Regions from separate parts of the Anas platyrhynchos genome. Here region 2 is linked to region 1. Evidence: chromatin contacts called from public Hi-C data. All regions are on one chromosome and are shown on one strand. The core of a region is the stretch at or near the end of the contact, and the rest is flanking DNA. Distances in the headings are between cores, read along the strand shown. Region 1 has its middle 11 kb from the start of FHL1. Region 2 overlaps MAP7D3 (MAP7 domain containing 3).

Region 1 (3,593 bases), core at 286-2,785:
TTGGTTTTGTGAGTGCTGTGGGAGCAGCAGAAGAGGTTTGTTGTTCAAATGCTTTACAATCTTTCAATACTGAGGTCATTTGGGAAACTTCAGGAATCTGCTTTTGAGGGCTTTGTTTCAAAAAGGGCAACCTTCACTTTTCTAGGGGTATTACAATATGTTGTAGCTCCGCTTCACTGCGGGAGGGCAGCCTCTGAAACCTCATAAACCCTTGTCTTCCATCCATAGTAGTGCAGAGGTCTGTTACCTTCCTTCTTTACATAGCTGTGAGTTTGATTTTGGCAAGCAGAGGGAAGGACCACGCCACCACACAGCCGTGCCTGTACACTGGGGTCCCCCACCCTGCAGGTCCAGGTGGGCAGTACAGCGCTGGCTCACGGGCATACAGCACCAAGCCTGTGTTGAGCCATCCCCCACCACAAAAAAGAGAGCAAAGCTGCTCTGTTGTGCTAGCAAAACAGAGGAACTCTGTTGCTAAACAGCTACGCTTGCTGTGAAAATGTCCGTGGCATTTTGGTTTAAAGTAGTTCCTTTGTAATGAGTTGGCACTGAGAAAACCAAGAACTTTTCTTCCACCACTGTCCCAAGGCCAGCCAAAAGGACATCGGCTCTGCCTTCCTTCCCAAAGGTACCTACAGCCTCAGAAGAACCACAGGGCTGTTTGGCTGTTTTCAGAGCAATCCTGTGTTCTCATGCTCAGGTGCTGTGCACTTGGCTCTCCATCCGTGCCATGCTGACAAAATCTTTATGTGAGGCAAAATTTAAAAAATAAAAAAATAAAAAAATGCAAGCTGTTGAATTTTCCTTATCATATCCTGCAAGGATCTCCTGTCCTTGCTGGGTCCTCTAGATGGCAATATTGGAAAGGCCACTAATTGTCTGCCACCAGTGTCCCTGCAGGTGCAGAGGCTGCAGTTCACCCCTGCTCCAGAGCCCCTCCATCCCCTGCTGTGCTCCCTGCACCTTACCACCACCCAGCTCCAGTCCTTTCTTGCAGAAAGGAGGAAATGCCCCGTGGCAATACCACCGGCTCTTCCACCCTGAGACCTCTCACTGAAGCCAGCTGTGAGCTGGCATTCACAAAGGACGTGCTTGGCTTAGCAATGGCCTCGCAGCCTGGTTGGGCAGCCTGGAGAGGGCTCTCAGCTGGGTATCTGTGGCTGGACATTGGCACCTGGGAGGCTGGAGGTGGCCTGGTACTCAGAGATTCCACCTTGCTTGACCCTTTAATGCCAGCTGCTTGTTTTTTTTTGTGTGTTTTTTGTTTTTTTTTTTTTTTGTACAGCCCCAGCGCAGCGTGTGCCACCAGCCAAGGGCTGTGTGCTGGAGGAAATCCTGTATAGATAGCTAGGAACACGTTCACTCACAGACCCAGCCGTAGCCTTCCAGTACTAAGCCGCAAACATCCTTGGGCCACCTGTGTCTGTGACTGGAGAACAACTGGAAGATGAGGAGTTGATGAAGAGCTGGTGTCCTTGCTGACAGTCACAGCGAAACCTGCCAGGCACTGAGAGAGCCCAGAGGCAGCGCAGTGTTTGTGTACTCCGTGTCCCGTGTAGCAACATCTCCTGGTGCTGCCCGGCAGAGCACCCTGTGTTCCCCTGCTCGCTGGGAGCAATCAGGCACTTAATGCCTGGAGCAGCCCCCAAACAAGCGAGGCAAAGCCCTGGTGGGTTGGCTGCTGCGGAGTGAGATGTCGTGGGGAGGCTGGAGAGCCCAAAGCTGGGGAAAGCAGAGGTCGAGTCTGCCACTCCTCAGGGTTGCAGGACAGCACCAGGGGTGTGCAAAGGTCTGCTCTCAGAACGGATTTGGGAACCAGGGGTTCTGGAGCATGTCACTGTGGGGTCATGCAGCCCTTACGCAGGCCATCTTGGTGCTTTTGCTTAATCCAGCCATTACAGTCCATGATGGGCACTCAGAGGCAGCGTGAGGGGCTACAAGGGCTGCAGGAGACTCTGTAGGGTTCAGGGCTCCAAGGTAGCAGAGCTTCGAACTTGTTGTCAAATATTTAGACGTATATGTATACAAAAGGATTTGATCTTTCTTAATTGGCCTTTTGTAGGAAATTCCACCATCTGTCCTCCTGCGAGGGGTGCCAGCGATGCTCTGGCCCCAGGAGTCCTTATATGGCTGCAATCTCCTAACCCGGCGTGTTTCGCAGAATAGTGTGGTCACAGCTGCTTCTAAGGACACGTGTGAGCATCACTCCCCTTCCCGTATGCATAAGCTCCCAGGAATGCAGACAAAGATAAAAAGTGTATAAATTAAAGTCATCAGCTGTATGCAGCGTGTCAGCTCTCCTCCCAGCAGCAGCAAGGTTAGTTATTCCAGCCTACCCACACGGGCTGTGCTGAGCTGGCAAGGCACCGTGGTGCAAAGGATGCTTTGTGAATAGGAAAATACCAACCCACGGGGCAGCAGAGCATTTTGTACTGCAAATGTGCTCAGGCTGAGACAGCAGCAGGAACATTTCCCTTACCCTTCCTTCTCCTGCAGGCACAAGCTAAACTATGGCCGAGAGCTGCAGGTACCCGGCAGCTACTCCTGAGCACTTTTTGTCCATGAGGAACTTCTGTACCCTGAATTCAGCCAGATCTTTCTGCCAAGGACACCTCCTCTCCTCCTCCTCCCTCCATGGCCTGGTGTCCATGGTCCGTGACAAGCTCCTGACCTGCTCATACTCCAAATGCAGCAGAAGAAGCTATTGCCACCTCTCTGCCAGGGTGTCTGTCTCCCACCTCCCCGCTGTATCCTCATTCAGCACCTTGAAGTACCTCCTCTGCACACTGTGATGGATGGCTGAATCTGCTCTTCTGTGATGCAGCTTGCTCCTAAATCTCCCAGAGGTACAAGAGGAAGGGGAACAACAGATGCAGTGTTGCTGACTTCTCCCTTTTCCCAGGCAGTTAATATTAATCACTGGTGCTTCAAGATGTGTTGTGTGAATTCTCCTGGCCTCTGAAGCTTTTGAGATCTGTAATAAGAAAGAATTGGATATGCCTCTCTTTCTCGATGACAGAATTAACAGAATCTTATTCCCTTCTCCAGATACTCCACCATATTTTTTAGATGTGGAATAAACCTAAAGCTATTTATCTAAGGTATGTCTGGTTGAGTGGTCTAAGGTCACTATTTGCATTGCTGTCCATTTTTCAAGGTACAAAACCAAGGCTGGAGACTGGATTCCTCTGACAGAGCAGGCGTGACTACCTGGTGAAGCGAGTGATAAAACTCTCCAAACGCACAAGATATGTCCGGGTCATGTTTTCCACCCTGGGATTTCAGAGCTGTGTCTGCTGTTTACATGAGAATGCCCAAATTGTTACAAAAGGCAAATGAATTTCCCCTGTGACCTCATTTCTGCTTAGCATGGGCTGGTTCACCAGCAGGAGCTTTGTTGCAGAGATATTTGCTGTCGATAAAATACCTTAGCACTGGGCCAGATGCCTTAAAGGGCTCAGTGCTATTGTCCCGCTAGAGAGATGCCAGCGCCGTCTGGCACCGTTACACGCCTCAACATCAGCGACTTGTTGCTTCAGCTGGAATCAGCCTGTGCTCCGATGACAGAGCTGATAATAGACTGATGGCACTCG
Region 2 (3,593 bases), core at 473-2,972, 57 kb after region 1:
CATTAAGATACCAGAGAGACCAAGGATCATAAAATTTCAATTCTATTTCAATACTGTATTTTTGAAGCACGCACTATCAGACATCTCAATAACAAAGCACATAAACAAATCCTGAACTGTTCCAAACCCCCAGATTAATACAAACCTAATTCCTGTGGATTTTGAACAAACCTGGGTTGAATCTGGTGAACTTGCATCAGATGAAGGTACAGAGGGCTTCAATCTGTCGATGCTACGACTGCGCACGGGCACTTTAGGAGTTGGGACTGGGGAACTGATGGAACTGGCTGAAGCTGAACGAGGACAGAGGTGAGATTCTATAAAAGTTAGGAATTTGACAAGACAAAACAAGAACCAAGTGCACAGCATAGGAATAGGAGAAAAGAGGGAAAAAGAGAGAAAGAAAGATTGTGTGTGTTAGAAACCATACAGAGAAACATCACAGGAAGTGCACATTGCAATGGGTCATGGACACAGACACCACCACCACACGATTAGTACTTTGGAAGCAACAGCACTAAGAATAAAACCATTCTGAAAGCAGAGTCTGAAGTAGATAAAAATAAAATGCTTTTCCAAACATTGCCTGATTTTGCAATACACCAGTATTTCAGTCAAGATGCATCTCATCACAAATACTTCAGAACAGTTTTAATGGCTTAGCATGATTCTTTACAGATTCTTCATTCAAATTTTAAGTACATTCCCCCCATACTCATGGAGGAAAATTTCCTTCTGTTCACAACGTACTTGCAAAGCAGAATTACTTTAGGAATCTGAGCATTACTTCACAGACATTTCTTGTGAAATAAGCATTTATGCAACAGTGTTTTATTCTACTTTGCCTCTCTAACCCCTTTATTACTATTTATGTGCACCCTTTATCCACGTTGACAAATCGAAGTTAAGTAGTGTAAAATAAACATATAAGAGAGAGGAATCAACTGCTCAACTAAAATAGCTTTTCTACCTTAGGTGTCAATCTCTTCACAAATAATACAATATTGAAAGAAACTATATCTTCTAATTACTACTTTAACTAAAATAATCATAGATGGACAAGCATACATATATGTAAAAATCTACTTCTGAAATGAGACAAGCGATTTTTCTAGAGTATGAATAAATTGTGACAGATGCCAGCACTTAATTTTGTAACTTTATGGAAAATACATTTTATTTTTATATTTGCAGCGTTTGTGGAAGGAGAACTGTATTCTGTTTGTGCTTAGTTTGTGCTAAAGCACAGGTAGGTATTTACCAAAAAGAAGAAAGTACTTCTAAGTAAAATGATAAGAATGTAAAAGTTATCTTTAATTCAGCAATAGTGAATAAGTCACATGCTGTCAGTAATGGTGAAAAAGATGGTATTTCCCCACATAACATGATCTGAAATACTCATGATAAAATAAAAATGGCACATAGATAGCTGTGCAAAAATATGACCACTGACTGTGAACCAAAAATCTGATTACACAAGGGGAGCAGTGCAGAAATGTTACCATTAACAAGGACCAAGTTAAGTGGCATAAGATTAAAAAAAAAAAAAAGATGGAAGAATACACTAAAGAAACGAGCAAAACTGGGAATGCAAGTTATGAAGTAAGAGAGGAGAAAGGACTCCACATTGGTTCCACACAAATATTTACCGGGGCATACTTAACACCAGTAATAAGACATGTGGAATGCAGCTAGGCCTTCCTTGCAACAGAATGTGATGTAGAGATTCTTTTGCTAGTACTACACTGAGCCACTGTGTGAGCTTACCAGCTCAGTCTGGAGCAGTGTAAAATTACTTGGGCCAGACAGGGTTTCTCCACTATGTACTCCTTCTGGTATGCTACTTACTACTCCTAGTCGTTCTGAGTGCAGCCAGCTCAGTGCTCCCTGCACTTAGGTTAAGACAACCCTTTTGCCATGTTTGTACAAGAGTTTCTCCCCCTAAAGAAATTTAGGCCTTGAACTTACTTCTTTCAGCCTCCTTTGAAATGATATATATATTTATTCTTCCCTTTTGTTAATTTCCTAGCACTGCTCTCTGACCAGTATTTCTCAGATTCATTTCAGTATACACCGAAATGCAGATCTCCAAGTCAGTTAAAAAACAAAAAAAAGGAAAAAACAAAACAAGTATCAGAATTTTGGTTCTCCACAAACCAAGTAAACTGGCACTGTTTAAGTTTTAAAAGCCAGTGTTTTTCTCTGGTTTTACTAAATAAACACACAACATAGCATATGAATCAGTTGTCACTGACCAAAGAAAATATTGGATAAGTAATATTATACATAACCATACATTAACTGTCTGATCCAGACTGAAACACAGCAGTTAGCAACTATCATGTTAAGTTCTTGCTTGAAGAACGACTGCAAAAAACTTTCACTTTGCTGCCCTCCTGTTACCTGAGGGATCTTGTCCATCAGCCGATAATGTAGCAGCACTTTTACTCCTAGCTAAGGATGCCTGTGTAGGGGCGAGGAGGCGACTGATAACGCTACTGTCCAGAGGACTGACCTGGGAGCGGCGAGCTAAATGATGGGAACAAATCAAAAAGGATCCAACATGAAATCATATAATGAAAAAGACAAGCAGTACAAAGCAAAGGAGGTTTGTGAGCATTGTTGCAAATCATAGCAGTTTTAGAAGAAAAACACCGAAGTCATGGAGAGAGAAATCCAAACTAATAGCATAGAAAGATTAAACACTGCAATCTCTTATGCTGCACTTGTCCTCGGCTTGCTTAATAGCAATCAATTTAATACATGGAGACAGATGCATACAACGGGGATGAATGCTGAAGTCAGTCAAAATAGGAAAAATTTTGACGCAGCTCTTCAGAGCTATACACTCTACATTGCAAGAAAGGTTATTCTGATATAAACAGACTTTCAAGCCAAAGTGAATGGTTATCATCAGGCATCATTTGCACAGACAAATGGATAGCACTCATCAATCTCTCAAACAGGAAAGATTCTGAAAAAGAATAATGCTTTTTCCACTGTTGGCAACAGCTGCTAAAAGGAAAGTTTCAGAATTGTTAAAGGGAAAAAAGAGTTAGAAAAGTTGCTAGTCTTCTGCTTTAGAAAGAGTCCCTAGAAAAAAAAAAGGTATTTGTAACCTAGTGGGGAATACACAGAACAAAGGAGACTGAAGTGAAACCAGTTTCCTCCATCATTCACATGCAGAAAGTTCAGATGAGCAGCAGGAGCAGAGAAGTTGCTATTAAACTGAATAGTGAAAGAGAGCTTAGAAAGCAAAAGTAAGATTTAACTAAGAAGTGAAAACATCACTAACATTTTTATTGTATCTTACACTTAATCCTACCAGCTTTCAAATACACCTCTCTCCTGAGCAGAGACTTTCTGCAATCTACTTAGAGCACAACCTAACAGAGTCAAATCCTTCTTACAGCATTTTTTTTTCTGCCCCAAGTTAGAAATTTAATCTTTACTATTTACAATTTTATCTTTACCACTGAATAACTAAAAAGCCCTTAAAAAGTCCTGGAGATTTAACAACCAAAGGAAACTAGTGAAGGTAAGCCTATCCAAACTTTACTGTGAATGTTTTTTAAAGGAAATATTCAGCTTTA

What was found. Hi-C and Micro-C count contacts between places; a contact is called where the count stands out from the background.
Region 2: a contact with region 1 is called in a Hi-C map of skeletal muscle, with 2.4 times the contacts expected there. The contact joins two enhancer-like sites. A contact is called at or near these places in 4 of 8 Hi-C or Micro-C datasets (liver, skeletal muscle and subcutaneous adipose tissue).

Annotation. Positions count from the first base shown.
Region 1 is chr10:17,025,631-17,029,223 of IASCAAS_PekinDuck_T2T, forward strand. No RefSeq gene overlaps it. Among named protein-coding and RNA genes, the nearest start is that of FHL1, 11 kb to the right of the region's middle. Within about 2 kb of position 1,536, at least 3 of the 8 cell types and tissues checked have an H3K27ac peak or open chromatin away from gene starts, as enhancers often do.
Region 2 is chr10:17,082,044-17,085,636 of IASCAAS_PekinDuck_T2T, forward strand. It overlaps MAP7D3 (MAP7 domain containing 3), which reads right to left. Exons shown (of 21, transcript XM_038184002.2): 10 at 2,404-2,529; 11 at 172-317. Among named protein-coding and RNA genes, the nearest start is that of MAP7D3, 29 kb to the right of the region's middle. Within about 2 kb of position 1,723, at least 2 of the 8 cell types and tissues checked have an H3K27ac peak or open chromatin away from gene starts, as enhancers often do.